5 separate regions of the Mus musculus genome follow, and regions 1, 2, 3 and 4 are each linked to region 5. A link is a contact called in public Hi-C, HiCAR-type and promoter capture Hi-C data. All regions are on one chromosome and are shown on one strand. Each heading gives the region's core, a stretch centred on a gene start, on an enhancer-like site or on the middle of the called end of the contact. The rest is flanking DNA. Distances are from core to core; before and after follow the strand shown. Region 1 overlaps Ppp3ca (protein phosphatase 3, catalytic subunit, alpha isoform). Region 2 has its middle 43 kb from the start of Gm26107. Region 3 overlaps Ppp3ca (protein phosphatase 3, catalytic subunit, alpha isoform). Region 4 holds the start of 0610031O16Rik (RIKEN cDNA 0610031O16 gene). Region 5 holds the start of Ddit4l (DNA-damage-inducible transcript 4-like).

Region 1 (3,238 bases), core at 585-3,084, 880 kb before region 5:
TTGTTGGCCCCTCAAGTGGAGAGGAGGTGAAAATCCCGGAAATGAGAAGAAAACTGCCAAAATTCAGGCTCCATTCCACTCAGCTTCATGACCTGTGCTTTGCCCAGTTTTCAAAACTGTGTTATCTCAAAGACATGTGAGAGGGAACAGTCGGCCTATAGGGTGGTTGGGCGAAGTGATGTGGTATGTGTGTGTGTGTGTGTGTGGGGGGGGTAGACAAAGATAATGTTGTTTTCCTCTGTGGGGAGAAGGAAGTGTTTAGAGTATTAAAAACACTTAAGCATAAACTGAAGCAAGCCTCTAAGTTCCTGTTTTTGGTAAATGGGGAATCCCAGGGCAAAGATGAAGAGGGCCTACCTGTTATCTGGATGCAATCAACGACTCAAACCCAGAAACCAGTGTGGCTTTTGCATGCTAGGCTTTCCTGTATGACTAGCGATGCTTGTGTGAGAATTCTTATTTAGGGCGTGAAGAGTTAGATTTTGAGAACTGACCGTTTGTCTGTTTTCTTCCCAATGAGGTTTCATGTCTCAGAGTTAAGTTCAAGAACATAAGATGATCTCACTGTAAAGGTTGACTAGAGCCAAGCTGAGCCATTCTTCCAGGCTTTGGGGAAGAGGTGAGGGATGGGTGGGAACAGATGAGGTGAGGATAAAAACTCCTCAAAAAGAGAAGTACATAAGTCATTTTTGCTGTTGTTTTGTTAAAGTTGTACCATGCCTGTCCAAGTCTAGCTAAGGAAACTGCTCACTCAGACGGTATTTTTCTGATTCTACTTGGGAAGAGAGTTAACCAACATTAACATTTTTGGTTACATATGAGGCAACATTCTGAGTAATTTACACTAATTAGTATTATCTGTATTTGTGTGTTTGTGTGTATGCATGTGTGTGTGTGTGTGTGTGTGTGTGTGTGTGAAGGCTCTGTACATCACATTGATGGATAGCTAAGGCATCCATCACACTAAAATCAAGTGGTACTTAACAGAGCAGGCTGCATGCCAGATGCAGTCCAAGTATTTTATATGTTGCAACCCCTGTAATCGTAGCATCACTGTCTTAAATATAAATGTTATATTTAGTCAGTTGTCTCTGGTTTCTGTAATCTAGGTAGTATTGATATAATTCACAAACAATGAATATCTTTGGGCCTTTTTGCAATCTGATAACAGCTTCGAAGAGGTAAAATGAGATGATAGAGGCATTTGGGGTTCTATCACTAATACAGAACTTTGTAAAAAGTGTCATAGTGGCCAGAGGGAGATCTCAACTTCTCAACCTAGGAAGAAACAACCTGCTTCTTTAATGCTTTTCCTTGGGACCTCTGGGATACCTTTCTCCTTTAGTCATCCTTTCAGTCTATGTTCATGAAGGAATAAGCAAGACAACGAAAACAGAATAAATCCGGAGTCAATGGTAGCAGAAAAGTGTCTTGGGAGCTCTTCTTAAGGTGCAGAAATTGTGATTCTCACGTAGATAAAGGACTCTTCAGGGGTGCCCCGGAGAGGGCAATGGCGGACCCATCACCCTCAGCAGATCCAGTCAGATCTCACCACATATTTTTTAGGTGACCCTGACAACATTAAACTTACACAAGTTTTGTTTCTTTCATTGTGAAGAAAATATAGCAGTGAGCAAAGCTACTTCGTAGCATTAATGAGGACACTAAGTAGAATAATGCACTTGAAAATGTCTGGTTCCGTAGATGGCACACACAGTGAAGGCCGGTTCTCCTTTTGTTCTGTTTAGTGGCTGTGACTTTATCTGTTGTCTTAGACAAACAGTCCTGATGGTGCTGCTTCTCCTGGGACCAGGCAAACACTCCCCAAACACACAGTGCTTTCATAACAGGCCTGTTGACTCCTTTTCTCATTAGCATTCTGCAGCCAGCTCCACTCATTCTAACCACATCAGGCTTCTAAAGGCTCCTTAAGTGGAACTCTCTGTTGTAGATAGGCTTTATTTGATATCAGCTCGTACTAACACAAGTGAGCTGGTGCCTTGGCTCACCAAATATTTGCCATCATTGTTGGCCAACGATCTTGACTGATGTGCTTTGAAAACATGTGTCGTTACATTGCTAGCAGGTGGGCATTTGTGGTTTCTGGGACTGTCATACGATTCGACACCTGAATGACATCATTGTTGGACTGAAGCAACGATGGCTGAGACTGTACTTTGCTGACTGGAATGTAATCTGAAAGGCAGTATTCTTTTCTCATTTGGTATGAGTCTCTTCTGATGTTTGATGACTCTAGACGGTTGAGTTCATAGACTCGGATGCTCATCTGATAGGATGATGATATAGTCTCTGTGTTATATTAGTAACTGCTCTCTAGGAAGAATCCACACATGGACTGTGGTAATAATACGTGTTTTCAGAGAGCGCGTCTGTGAAGCAAGTGTAGTGAGTAATAGCTCAGCATCATGTTCAAGGGCAAAAAAGGAGTAAAGGTCATTAGATGTACTTGTTGCTACCCCCACCCCCACCACACACACACACACTCTTATTTTAGCCACAAATAACAGGAAAGTATATCCAATGACAAGTATGTAGATAAAAGAAGGACAGAATGATTTAGAAATCACAACCCTGTTTTAAAAGAGGGATGAAAGGAGAAGAGAAAAGCCAACAGTAGACTTCAAAGGGTTTGTTCTGATGTTTTCCTTAAGAAAACACAGTATTAGCACAGTATGAAAGGCAATAGTAATGAGACAAGGTAACAACCTAACGGATCTTCCAGTGTGCAGAGAAATGATGTCCAGAGACAAACATGTAAAAGCAGCATTTACATAAGCCTTAATTGCTTAAAATTTGGAAACTTTAATTTCCAGGGGATTAACATCTAAGTTACAGCACTGCTGTGCATCTTGTCAGGATTTGGTTACTTTTGATTGCTACTAAGACACTAGATTTGTGTGTGTGTGTGTGAAACAGTTCAATTAATTGTAAATATAACCAAGACAAAATATTGGCGAGGACAGCAGAGTCTGTGCCTTCCCTCACCGCCCCTGCACTCGGACGGACGCACAGCTGTGATTTAGCAAGCAGCAGGTGCACAGAGCTACTGTAAGTGGGAAAGCAAAGGCGGTGATGTAACTAGGGTTTACCGTTGTTGGTGTTGCTGTTGTTGTTGTTGTATAAAGTGAGGAAAAAGAGTTTCTGGTCTCCAGTGAAATAAGGGACAGAACTTGAGTTCCAGAGAAGGAGGGAAGAAGCAGATGTTTGAAGTTGATGT
Region 2 (3,367 bases), core at 408-2,907, 510 kb before region 5:
AGTACCCAGTCTTCTTGCATTTTTCTTTCCTTGCTGGGAGCTTGTCTAGACATTTACGGTAATGTCCCCTTCATCACTGAAACACAAAAAATGGACTTTTCATTTTTATATTCCCTTTCCTTATCTCTTTTAAATTGCTTGGATTAATATGTATTAATTGGTTAATTAATGAATGTGCATCAATATGTCTATGGGTGTGGTTTCTCTCATGTCTTGACTGTGTGTATGTAACTTCTGTGAGAACATTGCTGAAATGTGATTTCTGATTAGTGAGCCTGCCCTTAGCCTTCATGTTCTGTTTCTGCAAGCTCTCGGGTTCTGGTTCCAAGTTACACTTTCAGTGGCAGTATTGTACTGAGATTATTATCACATAAAATAGTGTGCATATGTATGCATCTAGTATATATGCATGTATGCAAAGCACTATTGTAAAAAAATATGCTTTACTTCAGGCTCTAGACACATGAAATGTATCATACTGCATTTTCACTGAGAGAATTCTCTTCTGCCTTGACTGTTTCATATTCTGAGGAAACCAGAGTATATAACAATAGCATTTGAGGTACTTTGTTTTAAGTATTTATTTGGATGTGCGTGTTTGTGATGGGTACCACAGAAGACAACATTTGATCTTCTGGATTCTGAGTTATAGGAGGCTGAGAACAAACTCAAGTCCTCTGAAAGAGAAGCAATCACAATCAGCCATCGAGGCATCTCTTCAGTACCAAATCATCACATTTTAGATTCCCATCTATCTGCTCCCTTTGGATACACTCTTTTGAACATTGAGCAGAGAATTTAGAAGCCTCACCCGCACGTTCACATGCTCCATGGACATTTGAACATAAACTCTTCCGTGGATTGTGTCCTTGTAAGCGGAGCCTGTTTCCTGGACTCCACGGCATATGGTCACCCTGTGGGAGATGCTCCCGTGGGTGGGGAAAGTGGGGCTCTCTGACAGTCACACACAGTTTCCGCCAACCTGAGCTCGGGCCTCAGCAGGAGCTTCATGAACAGTAGCCCCCTTCCAGGTACGTTGCCAGAATTTCAGAGCTCTGCCCACACTGAATTATTAACAGTTCAAGAGGAAATGTTCACAGAGATGTTCTCTGTGGGAGAGTCCCAGTAACACTCTTTGTCCCCTCTCTGCCCGCTCCCAGGGTTCCACGAGAACACATCCACACTACTATGAGGTCAATGGACCTGTTAAACAGGACGGGTTTGTCAACTTTTAAAATAACAGGAGATTCTTAGATTCCTGGATGTTGATCACGTGAACCGCAGTTAACTTCTTCGAAGGAAAACTTTGCTTCATCCACAGAGAGTACTACAATCTTTAAAAGTTTATTTAAAATTCTTAAAAATATGAATACTACAAGAGTGTACTGTCCTTCCTTTTAGGAAATGTAGGCTCCAATTTCATACCTTCTATCCACTGGTCAAATACTGCAGCTTCTGACGCTGGTCCTTGTTTTGGTGGCTTTCTGATCTACTCACAGAAGCTGAGTGTGGGGAGAGTAGCATCAAGCACTGCCAGGCTGCTCCCTGTGAGCAGATGCCCCAGGCTAACAAGCAGCTACGTCCAGTAGGTGCCATCTGCTACACCTGGCAATGGCAGAAACTGTGGGTTGAAGTCTTTCTGCAACATCTTGGCTCACTGAACTTGCCTGGCAGGGTGCTGGAGCAGGTGGCTTGGCCACAGCTTGCTTTCCAGTATGTTGTGTTCTGGATTAGTCCTGGGGGAGAAAACTGATTCATAACTCCTCCTCTCTGCCTACTCGTTCTGGTTATCGTTGACACTTTAACATGTTTGGAATGTCATCCAAAGTGCAAGAGGTCACAGCCAACGAAGGCCAACAACCAATAAACCAAAATGTTTCCTGGAATTCTATCGCCCATCAGAATCAGGGACTTCTCCTTTTGTGGATCCTTTTCTTGGAACCCTTTTCTTGATCTCTGAATTTCTTTTCATTCCATTCAGTTTCTATCAGCAGCATCTTCCCCTCCAGGCCTGTTGCCCTACTGAGAGACCCATCAGAGAAATGGTTTCTCTGTTCATTGACCTTCTCATGTCCACTAATCTGGAGTTTGCATGTGGACAATGCTCCTAGTATGGAACAATATTTTAAAAATAGCCACATGCTAAACTATGGATTTCTGCTGTTCTTAGTTGTCCAGGAAACACCATGTATGGAAGCTCTTCTAAGAATCCTGGACTTTGGAGAGTCTATGAAAGTTGGACCTTTCTTTCTTTCTTTCTTTCTTTCTTTCTTTCTTTCTTTCTTTCTTTCTTTCTTTCTTTCTTCCTTCCTTCCTTCCTTCCTTCCTTCCTTCCTTCCTTCCTTCCCTCCTTCCCTCCCTCCCTCCCTCTCTCTCTCTCTTTCTTTCTTTCTTTCTTTCTTTCTTTCTTTCTTTCTTTCTTTCTTTCTTTCTTTCTTTTGTTTTTTCAAGACAGGGTTTCTCTGTGTAGCCCTGGCTGTCCTGGAGCTCTCTCTGTAGACCAGGCTGGCCTCAAACTCAGAAATCTGCCTGCCTTTGCCTCCCAAGTGCTGGGATTAAAGGCGTGCACCACCACTGCCCGGCTGGACATTTCTAAAAGGACCTCTAAATATTCTATAGTCCATTGTATCTTTTGACTCTGTGTTGAATATGCTAGAATACATTTTCTTTGGTATGCTTACTTTCATTATCTTGCTTTCTTCCTACATTTTCTATGTCATCTTTTTTCTACTTTCTCTATTTTTTCCCCAAATATTTAACCAATATTTTACCCAAATCTCATGCTTCTTCTCCTCTAAGTAAACATGAGAAGGTTTCACTTGGTTCAGAGCACGTTTACCATGCATCGAGTGGAGAAGCCTAAGATGGGGCTGTCAAAACCAACAGCAGGGTTGTTGCAGGCTTCAGTGAAAGTGGATCAGAGCTCTGGTTTTCTTAATGCTGATGACCATAAGGTTGCCCTTCCTAGGCTAGGTGTGACTGGACAAATGACCATCTCCATTGTGAACAGATGAGGGGCATACCACATGTAGCAAGGAGGCAGAAGTATGTCACTGGTTCCTTCAGAACTGTATGCTCCTGAGACAACAATGACAAGGGTTTTTGATGATGCTTGCTCCATCAGCCTGGATCATGATTGTAAGGAGCAAAGCCTCCTGGGAAGAAATGAACTTCAGTGAAATTTTGAAGTCATTTTATCATGGTATATATTTAGCCTGGGCTGATTGATACATCCTCAAACTTGGATTCCATGGAAGAAAAGGAAAGCCTCTGCAGGGCACTTTGATAATAGCAAATGAATTATTCTTAGTTGTAAGAGCAAAGAATCCAAGCTATTTTTTTTAATGTTAGAGCATAACTGAGCTGC
Region 3 (3,254 bases), core at 397-2,896, 750 kb before region 5:
TTAGAGTCTGCTTAGAGTTTTATTTTTAAAAAGCTTAAAAAGAGAAATTACCGACTTGCTTCTTGGTTTTTTTTTAAAGATCTATAGTCATTCTAGATATTTGAAGTAACAAAGTTACAATATTTTGTCTCTTATGTTCATTTTGAAATTTAAAATTTATACAAGGAATAAGATACCCAATTAAATGCTGTGCTGTGTTGAATGTAGGTCTCACAGAATATTACAGAATTCTGAGATGTAGTTGTCAAAACTCCATCTTCAAAAATGGCTCAGTTAAACTGAGAGCACAGGCCTGCGGACTTGCTGCCTATACACAGAAAGGAAGAAATGTTTCATCTTTTAATATGATCCATTTTGATCTGATTGTGACCAGTGAGTATCTTTGCAGTAGCTGTGATATGATCAGTGTATTAAAAGAGAGCAAGCATGTTTACCCGTGGTTCTCAACCTGTGGGTTGCGATCCCTTTGGGGGCCGAGGGACCATTTCATAAGGGCCACCTAAGATCATCTGCACATCAGATATTTACATTACAATTCATAACAGTAACAGAATTACCCCAATACCCTATGTTAAGAGGTCACAGCATTAGGAAGGTTGAGAGCCACTAGTGTATGTGATATACTCTAACTAAGAATATTCCAGGGTCTGTGTTGTGGAGTAATTGTGGCCACATTCATTCCTGTCAGTTTTGGAAGGGTTCTTTAAGCAACTTCCTTTCATAGCATGTTGACAAAGGGGATTAGGATTCCATGGCTGAAGTCTTTTCTCTGTCCCAAACCCAGGTCACCGTATACCTGAAGAAATAAACATGTACCACAACCTACAGCCCTCTATGTTTACACATGTGCTCACATGGATACACATGCTCTCGTCTTTTGAGAGTTAATCAGCAGATATAAAATATTCTCTTTGAGTTATGAGATTGTTGGCTTAGGATATCACTGGGAGCTCTGCTCTTTTCTGAAAGGAGATAGAGGAGTGGTTTTGAGGGAAAAGAAGAGAGGGGCTGCAAGTGGTGGTGGTGGTGGTGGGGACTGAGAAGAGTAAAGAGAGAGGAAACTGTGGTCTGGATGTATAAAAATAAGAAAACGAGAGAGAGAGAGAGAGAGAGAGAACAAGCTAGCACATAATTTTCCAGTGTGTGTTACCCTATCAGGTGTCAAGGCATTTTGGATTCATGTCCATAGCCCGGAGTTACACTGCAGGTATTCTTCTAAGGTTATCCTCTCAATGAAGAGGGATGCCTGCGTTTACTTCATAACAAATCATCTTTGAAGGGCAGATTCTAATGGTCTAATGGTTACTAACTCCAGTTGCAGGCTCACAGACTGCTCATGTCTGCACTCCCCCTCCTTACCCCCAACAACTCAACTTCTGCTCCTTTGCCATTAGAAAGAATTCCCTACAAGCCCCCAAACCAGCCAGCATGTGAAAAGCAATGAAAGATGTAATTTTGTTCCCAGCCATAATTTGTCTTACAACAAACCTTTCTCTTTCTGATGATTGCATTACCCTACCTAGTCTCTTTGATCAAGCATATGTGCATATTTAGGTCCGCAGCTGGGCGTGCTTCTTTACAGACCCTCGGCAAAGTCCAGAATCTGCAAACAGAGTCACTCACAGCTGTTTCCTTGAGCTTGCTTCATTAGACTCTTTGCAAGCATCCTGCAATGCACTGCCTTGAGTTTGCAGGGAGCTGGCCTCTCCTACTCTGCCTGCATCCAGACCTCAATCAGCCTGGGCCTCCGGCACACTGAAGTGTGAAAAGTTGTTGTGTTTATTAGCTGTGAACTCATGGACCAGAATGAACCACAGCAAGCCAGGCAGCATTCCATGGTGCTGCCTGAAAATAACAAGCACGCCGTAGAACACATGACAGAGGTGACAAACAGGGCCGCTGGTCTCGGTAGCCAGCAGCCTTGACAGGGCACTGGTATTGGACTGCCACTTCATGGCGTGCTTGTCAGACCAGACAAATGATGTCTTAGAGAAGTTACGTTCCATAGTTCAGGAGTTTGGCTCCCTTCCAAGCTCATGTGGTAGCTACCCTGCACTTAGCCATCCAGGACAGAAAAGCATCAGTTTGAATTATGAAGGTTTGAGGCACGGCGAGTTACCAGTTCATGGAGCAAATCAGCATCCAGCTAAAACAGTATTCTCCTTTTGACTTTCTTGCTTCTCCTTCTGTTTTGCAATCCTTAAGCACTGGATTGCAGCTTTGCAAGAAGACTGCTCATCTAAAAGCCTAAATTACTGAGTAAATTATTACCCTGTTATTACGAGTGAACCAAGGGAAGAGGATAATATCCTTAGTGCTGTGTGATTATGGACGAGTCATAAAATAGCGAAAGCTGCGTCTGCAATGGAAATCGACACAGATCTTCATATGAGTAACTAACAGGAAGTTGTCAATACTTGTTTAGTTAACAGTAGCAATGACAACTTGGTACAGCTCATTTGCATCTTAGCCTGCAGAAAGGTCTGTCTCACACGGTGCTCCCTCGGCCTTCACAGACTCAGACACTGCGAAGTTGACTCACATTGGTCACCCAATAAAATAGACGTAAATAGTCCTTATCTGGGTGACATTGATTTCTCTTGCTGCATTTGGTTGTGATGATGTTTACAAGTCTGTGCTAGAAAAGGAATCTGAGGTCATAGTTTTGCTAACGATCTTCATTCACCTCAGAATGTTGGAACTTTGTATGACTTCTAAAACGGTTGTGAGCATGTCCACACCGTGCTTGGCAGCCCTGTCCCTCCAGATGTTGCGGGTAAAAGCTGGCAGGACTCCTCTTTCCTGTCCACCCATGCCCTTTCCTTTAATGTGCCAGTTCTTCCATGCTGGCTGTGTTTGTGGTCTTATTTAGTGTTGGGAAGATATTTTATGCTTGACACAGGAGGAAAGGAAATGATATGTGAAAAAAAAATGACTCCCATTTTAGAATACTTTGAGCCAAAAATTTGGAAATTTTAGTAATTTTCCTTCCTTCTTCTTTCCCCTTCCCCCCTCCTTGTTTTATCTTTCTCTCTTTTTTCGTTTCTTTTTCTTCCTCTTTCCCTTCTTTTTTTTCACCTTTTATTCTGCAGAGATGGAGTTCATATATCCCAAATATCTCATTTTACAGCTATAAAGGAGTTGTATATTACAACATTTTAAATGTGTACATATGAACACTAAGAACATTTTGCAGAGAACATTTCTGGATATCTTTTAGGTTCAATTATGAAAGAATTATAGTAATTAAGACT
Region 4 (3,057 bases), core at 309-2,808, 620 kb after region 5:
TCTTTGACCTTTAATCCAGTTTCTACTCCTTTTCAAGATTTGCACAAGTGAAGTCACTGAGAGTACTTTGCCCCGAGGATAGCGTGATGCTGTGACCTAACCTATCTGATCGAATCCAAACCTGGTAGAAACCACACCCTAAATGCTCAAGGGTGATTCAGCTTAGCCCTTCATTCTCCCCTACAGTTTCCTATTTCCTGAGTTCTCACATGTGTGGCCCGAGCGCCTGGGCTCACCCAGACAGAAAATCTGGGGGCCATGTTGATTGTGTCGTCCATTTCCACATCTCACGGATCCCAGGAGAATGAACCAATCAGTCCCCTCTTTCTCGTCTTCCTCTCCTCCCTGTACCTCTCCCCCAGATTCCTGCGACCTCATGCACATAATGCCTCCTGTGGAATAGATCTGGACTAGCTAATCACAGTGCTCCTCTTTTTCTCCTCTTAAAAATAACAAAAAAGGGTATTTTCATTCATTCATTCATTCATTCAAAGAGCAAAGGAGGAGGCAGAACCAAAGTCTTCCCAACATCTTTTCCCTCCCGGACCCTCAAAGTATGAGGTGGCCTGATCAATGTACACCATGCCTGAGTGAGGGACATTGATGACTGTTCATATGGAAGTGGAAGGAACAGGATGTCTCCTGAAAGGGTCTCAGGAATGCCACCACAGGTGTGCCTAGAGGCCAGGGCTCAGAGTCCCTCTACCTCTCCTCCCTGCTATCAGAGCAGAATCTCTTTCTTACTCTTCTCTGGCCTCTCTGTCCCTCCGTCACAGAGGACAGTGAGTTATGTTAGTCAACTGTCGCATGCAGTTTAACCTCCCTGAGGAGCTGGCTCTAGAGGCAGGGTGGAAACCCCCCATTAAGATCCAGGCATGATTATCCTATAGAGTGTCCTCTGAGATCCTTTCTCCAGCGGGCTGGCCCCTGACCCTTGTGAGAAAGGGAACAGAAAACTGAAAAATTGTTTGAAGTGAAGATATTCATGTCCGTAAGACCAAAGAGTGTAATGTGGGAGTCAAAACCCTGGCCCAGAACACAGCGGGGAGCCAAACACTCCCAGACAGCCCAGACACCCTCCCAACGCAAAAGACTCAGCCGCAGTTTGTTAAAATACCTGTGGTGGTGGTGGGTGGGGGCTGAAGAGATGGCTCAACAATTAAGAGAATACACTTCTCTTCCAGAGAGTCTGTCTGAGTTCAATTTCTAGCACCTATGCCAGGTGGCTCAAACTCCAGCTCCATAGGATTTTGTCCCTCTCTCCTGGCCTCTAGCTAGAGGCCCAGGGCACACGGCAGATCTACATACATATTCACACATTAAAATAAACTCTTTTAAAATATGTGAACTTCCTGTGGCAGGAAGAACTAGTTTGAAGTCTCACCCAGAAGAAGATAGCTGTTTGGGACTCTAAGTCAGTCGCACTGGCTGACTGTTGCTTTCCCCAGTGGTTTCTGCTGGTCGGTGTGTCTGTTCAGAAGTCCGTCTGTCTTTCTGTTGTTCACTGAGTTAGCCTTTCATCCCTGCTGGTTGTGCTTGGCGAGCTCACTCCTTCACTCTCTGTACGAGACTAACACTGAATTAATAACTAAACGATTATTTAGTGACACAGGGTCAGTGAATAATCTGGGCTCACCTGGAACTCACTATGTTGTCAAGGATGGCCTCTAACTTCTGATTCATGCTATACTGGGAATAAAATCCAGGATTTTGTGCACACTAGGCCAGCAGTCCACTAACTCAGCTACTTTCCCAATCCCTATTATGGTATTCTTAGATTTCTTGAGCTTTAAAAAATAAGTTAACTTAGTATTCACCAAAAACAAAAGTCAAAACCATCCAGAGCCATTGCGTATGACTTACAGTTTGTGTAGCTAATTTTCACTATCCTTTTGAAAACTGCCAATCACTCAGTGTAAATTCTGCTATCCTGTTATCTTCAACCAACTTAAGGTACGGTGAGAACTTGGGGAAACCCCATGGTCTGCCTCTTGTCTTGTCCCTAAGATGTATTTCTACAATCTTCCCTAAGCTAAGCAACTGAAAGGCAACCCCAAACACATTGCTCCTTTGATTAGAAGGTGTTCAGAGACTCCATTTTTTCCCTCTGGGTTTCTTAACAGAACTGGAGCCCCTTGCACCAGCTGAATAACTTCTCTCTGCCTCTGCACCAACGTTGTCTGCTTAGCACGTGTTAAAGAAAAATGCTTGCGGCTGTGGCACTAACCCCACAGGGACATCTTCTCTTTCGTTGGATTCCCTCTGTAAGTCCTCCTGTGATCTCCGTTCATGCTACCCTCCCTGCCACCAATAATTTCTGCTCCTCCTTTAGGGGTCAGCTTAGTCCTTTTAAGGATATCTATTCTGACCCCAGTCATGGGCTCTCCAGTACCCGGATGTGATTCGGCCATCATGTGTACCACGGCTTACTTTACTTTTATGTCCCTGCTGTTCCTTCACAGGACTAGTCACCTGTCACCAGCTGCTGGAACAAGAAGTGACATCTATCAGGTCTGAAGTACATGTGAACATGAAAGACTAGTTTCTTCTCCAGAATTTCTAAAAAACCAGAAGGTGGCAGTATAGAGCTCTCTCTCTCTCTCTGTGTGTGTGTGTGTGTGTGTGTGTGTGTGTGTGTGTGTGTGTGTGTGTGTGTGTGCAAATTGGCCAGTTAGTTAATCTAGGAAGAAAGGCAGAAAATTCTCTCTCTCTCTCTCTCTCTCTCTCTCTCTCTCTCTCTCTCTCTCTCTCTCTCTCTCTCACACACACACACACACACACACACACACACACACACACACACACACACACACATTGGGATAAACTTTCAACTGAGCCTTGTTTTTCTTTCCCAGTAGAGTTCAGGAAAAAGAATCCTGGGGGAAATTTTGTGCTCAACAGAAACACCACACCCAGAAATACTGGACCGATGGAGCACCCTATAAAACACACAGCCTCTCATTTTGTTCATGTATTGCCTGTAAACCGCTCCCCAAATGGTCTGTTCGGCCCATAAACCACTGTCGAGTTTACAGACAATTTCATGGACTGAGGGAT
Region 5 (3,020 bases), core at 477-2,976:
GCATATGGGTAAATTGCCTTCTGAGATAAAAGCCCAGAGAGTGATATAAAATTGTAGCTAGGTGAGCCAAAAGTAAATACCACATTCTAGAACTTTCTATAACTTTGTCCCGGTGGAAGTATGAATTATGCCTAAATACCCGAGTGGAAATGCTGCATTTTCTCTATTCTACCCACGTCCATTCTGATCACTTACTATCATAACACTAATAACATTCCTTGAAGCAGGGAGGACGCAGCTGTCATTAACAAGGCTGACTAGATAAGGACCAGCGGCTCTGTAGCAGCTAAAGGACCCATTCTAACCGGCTTAAATGGGATTGCTTGTTTTCCACTTTTGTTATTAAAATAGAAGTGGAAATCTGCTTTCCCCAGCCTATCAGCATCCCGTGCCTGAGCCTGCCTGACCTTGAGCAGTGCAGCTGCTTCGGGAGAGTTAAAAATGGACCTTCAAGCTGGCTTTAGTTTCTGTTGCTCTGCCTGCAAGTGTCCTCCCACTGATCTGTTTATCACACTCTCTTTACCACTTTTGTTGTTGTTTTTCCTTCTGAGAGTTTTTTTAGCCTGGACAGCGGATCCTACTTCTCAAGGCCCTAACCTGCAGGTCCTTCCTTGCACGTGGGGACCCAAAGTGTGCGGGAGTGGTGCTGGAACCTGGCCTTGAATGAGGTTCACCCTCACCCCAAGTATCTCGGTCTCTTCCTTTTCTGATCCACCTCAACCATCTCAGCAACCTCAGCAACCTCGCTGGGAACGCCCACCCATTGCAAACCCTGTGCCACTGGCGCAGGGCAGCAGGAAGGGTGGCTTAGTAAAGTTAGAAGAAAACGTTTGGCATCGTGCTTTTAGTGGTGTCCCAGACCCTCTGTTCCCTCTTGCTCAAGACTCCCCGGAAAGAGTCGCAGAGCTTATCCTAGCAGGACAACTCTTTATTCTCATGCCCCACAAGCTTTTTAAAGACCACTAAAGCTTAAACTTCTTCCCAAACAAGCCCACCGGGAACTTTTGCTTCTGGGAATGGCAATTGCTCCTAACTATCCTGCGGCTGGAGCAGGCAACTGAGATCCTGTTAGTGGTTTTGTTTAGTTTCTTGGCACTGGCCCTCTTCAATTCAAGTTCTGTGCCTTTCGAAGCCAGGTCTTAGAACAGGGCCAGGCTCGCCCTGGCCGCGGAGAAAAACGGTTTAGTCACAGATGTAGTATCCCCAAAGATGCCCCATTGATTCCTGAGTGCAGCTGAAGCTAGAGAGCCCTTACCACATCCCGACCACCTGCGGGGAGACTGGGTGCGGACTGGAGCTGATGGGTTAGAGTCAGAACATGGGCATAAAGGATGCTCACAGAGCACAGTGTCAACTAAGCCAAATACTTATTCAGAATGACACAGCAAAGTTTTGGGTCATGCCTAACAGGACCTGGAGCTTCTAGCTGCTTGAAAAGTTCCATAGCCAAAACCTGAGCAGTCTGAGCCTGGAAGCAGGCAAGCTGTGGGCAGGGGCTCACGCCAAAGAATCTAGGTTAGTGGCCGAAGGGAGATGCTCTTTAGGAGGGTGACCAGTGGCCAACTCAGGGTGACCAGTGGCCAACTCAGGAAGCAGCAGGTGTCCGCCCAAGGCGAGGCTGATCACCAACTCCCAGGGGCTTGCCTGGGCCCCTGCCTGGGAAGGAACTGAAAGGTGACCTGACCCTGCAGGGGCGGGCCGGGGCACGGGCCCGAGCGAGTGGCGCAGGTGGGCGTGCCGGCCAGGAGGAGAGGCGGGACCTATAAAGCGCTCTCCATTCGGGAGGCGGAGCGGCCGGGTGCAGCCTGTGCTGGTGGGCGCGGTGGCCCGCAGCCTTCGGCTTGCTGCAGGACTGTGCAGGGGACCACTGTCCAAGCTTCGGACTACTGAGGGGCGCCTGCCTCGGTTTACCCTTCAGCGTCTGGTGAAATCCGGCAGGTGAGCGACCCGAGGAGGCGGGATAGGGCAGGGTCGCTTCCCAGTTGTGCTGACTTTCCAGCTACTTCCAGCCTGTTGGCTTTAGTTGGCGCCTCCGCTCCTAGGGCTTTGTCAACTTGAGTTGCTAAGGCTGGTCCCTCCCTTTGGAAGGGCAGTGCCCGGGCTAGTTCGCCCTGGCGATGCCGGGACTCTGAGGAGCCTGTGCACTTCTTGCGTGCTTTTGCAAACTTCTCACTTTTTCCTCCCAGCGCCTAGGGAAAGATCCGTTCTGCTCCGCGAGGGAAACAGAGCCGTTGACCATGGTTGCAACGGGCAGTTTGAGCAGTAAGAACCCGGCCAGCATTTCAGAGTTGTTGGACGGTGGCTATCACCCTGGGAGTCTGCTAAGTGGTGAGTCTCTGGGCTGTCCACCTCTTTCCTATCCGAAGGTTGCGGGGCCCCTCTCTAGTGTAAGCGTCCCTGCCTGAGTGCGCGAGACTTCATCTCCTCCTAGAGACACAGAGGACTATGAAACCCATCTGAGATCTCTTTCTAAACTTCCTTTGCATTGTCTGCCCACCAAAAACAAACGTAAGGGGAATAATGCGTTGTTCCAGTCTGCTAAGAGGCTCTTGGGGATGAAGTTCCCTATCTCATGGTTGGAACATTAAGTGTACAGGCTGGGTGTGTTTAAAGACATGCGCTTACTTGTGTAGCTAGCACCACCACGTCCGTCCCCCCTCCCCCCCCCCCCCCAAATTCTCCCTTTTCTGTTTGCCACCTAATCCTTCTCTTTCCCGTCTCCAGAAGACCATCCTTCGGCATTTTGTTACCACGTTAGTTTTGCTTTTAGAATGTTAAATAATAAGTGTATATGCTCTTCTCAGTTCGGTTTGCTTTCCCACCGTGTGATGTTGTAGAGTTATACACTTACCTCATCAGTGAGTTCCTTTTCGTTGCTAAGTAAGATTCTATTATGAAATGCACCCACTGTGCATTAATGTCAGAAGAAAACTTGAACAGCCCTGGTTCTACAGGAATCATCATTTGCAACTTGAAACGTCAATTTCTAATCTGACAGACTATTCAACTATGGAAGAGTG

Evidence for each region. Promoter capture Hi-C pulls out the DNA fragments that hold promoters and counts their contacts. Hi-C and Micro-C count contacts between places; a contact is called where the count stands out from the background. HiCAR-type assays count read pairs that join an accessible place to other places. Capture Hi-C pulls out chosen DNA fragments and counts their contacts.
Region 1: a HiCAR-type map of astrocytes shows a contact between it and region 5, with 2.9 times the contacts expected there. The contact joins the enhancer-like site here to the promoter of Ddit4l in region 5. A contact is called at or near these places in 4 of 39 promoter capture datasets (embryonic stem cells, frontonasal cranial neural crest, hippocampal neurons and 1 more), 2 of 115 datasets of contacts at active chromatin or transcription factors (astrocytes and embryonic stem cells) and 1 of 9 other capture datasets (embryonic stem cells).
Region 2: a contact with region 5 is called in a promoter capture Hi-C map of hippocampal neurons, with 4 times the contacts expected there. The contact joins the enhancer-like site here to the promoter of Ddit4l in region 5. A contact is called at or near these places in 3 of 39 promoter capture datasets (the 3T3-L1 cell line, cranial neural crest and hippocampal neurons), 1 of 484 Hi-C or Micro-C datasets (cerebral cortex) and 1 of 9 other capture datasets (adipose tissue).
Region 3: a contact with region 5 is called in a Hi-C map of uterus, with 3 times the contacts expected there. The contact joins the enhancer-like site here to the promoter of Ddit4l in region 5. A contact is called at or near these places in 3 of 39 promoter capture datasets (the 3T3-L1 cell line, cranial neural crest and hippocampal neurons), 1 of 484 Hi-C or Micro-C datasets (uterus) and 2 of 115 datasets of contacts at active chromatin or transcription factors (astrocytes and embryonic stem cells).
Region 4: a promoter capture Hi-C map of liver shows a contact between it and region 5, with 2.0 times the contacts expected there. The contact joins the promoter of 0610031O16Rik here to the promoter of Ddit4l in region 5. A contact is called at or near these places in 2 of 39 promoter capture datasets (embryonic stem cells and stem cell-derived epiblast-like cells) and 1 of 9 other capture datasets (liver).

Annotation. Positions count from the first base shown.
Region 1 is chr3:136,742,602-136,745,839 of GRCm38.p6, forward strand. All of the region lies in intron 1 of Ppp3ca (protein phosphatase 3, catalytic subunit, alpha isoform), which reads left to right. Among named protein-coding and RNA genes, the nearest start is that of Ppp3ca, 74 kb to the left of the region's middle. Within about 2 kb of position 1,835, at least 32 of the 459 cell types and tissues checked have an H3K27ac peak or open chromatin away from gene starts, as enhancers often do. A contact at or near this core is called in astrocytes, where this site is marked.
Region 2 is chr3:137,109,039-137,112,405 of GRCm38.p6, forward strand. No RefSeq gene overlaps it. Among named protein-coding and RNA genes, the nearest start is that of Gm26107, 43 kb to the left of the region's middle. Within about 2 kb of position 1,658, at least 10 of the 459 cell types and tissues checked have an H3K27ac peak or open chromatin away from gene starts, as enhancers often do. A contact at or near this core is called in cerebral cortex and hippocampal neurons, where this site is marked.
Region 3 is chr3:136,870,120-136,873,373 of GRCm38.p6, forward strand. All of the region lies in intron 3 of Ppp3ca (protein phosphatase 3, catalytic subunit, alpha isoform), which reads left to right. Among named protein-coding and RNA genes, the nearest start is that of 1700006H20Rik, 83 kb to the right of the region's middle. Within about 2 kb of position 1,647, at least 43 of the 459 cell types and tissues checked have an H3K27ac peak or open chromatin away from gene starts, as enhancers often do. A contact at or near this core is called in uterus, where this site is marked.
Region 4 is chr3:138,238,105-138,241,161 of GRCm38.p6, forward strand. It overlaps 0610031O16Rik (RIKEN cDNA 0610031O16 gene), which reads right to left and starts at 1,559. Exons shown (of 3, transcript NR_045760.1): 1 at 1,385-1,559.
Region 5 is chr3:137,621,946-137,624,965 of GRCm38.p6, forward strand. Ddit4l (DNA-damage-inducible transcript 4-like) reads left to right here and starts at 1,727. Exons shown (of 3, transcript NM_030143.4): 1 at 1,727-1,938; 2 at 2,187-2,328. The coding sequence starts at 2,238.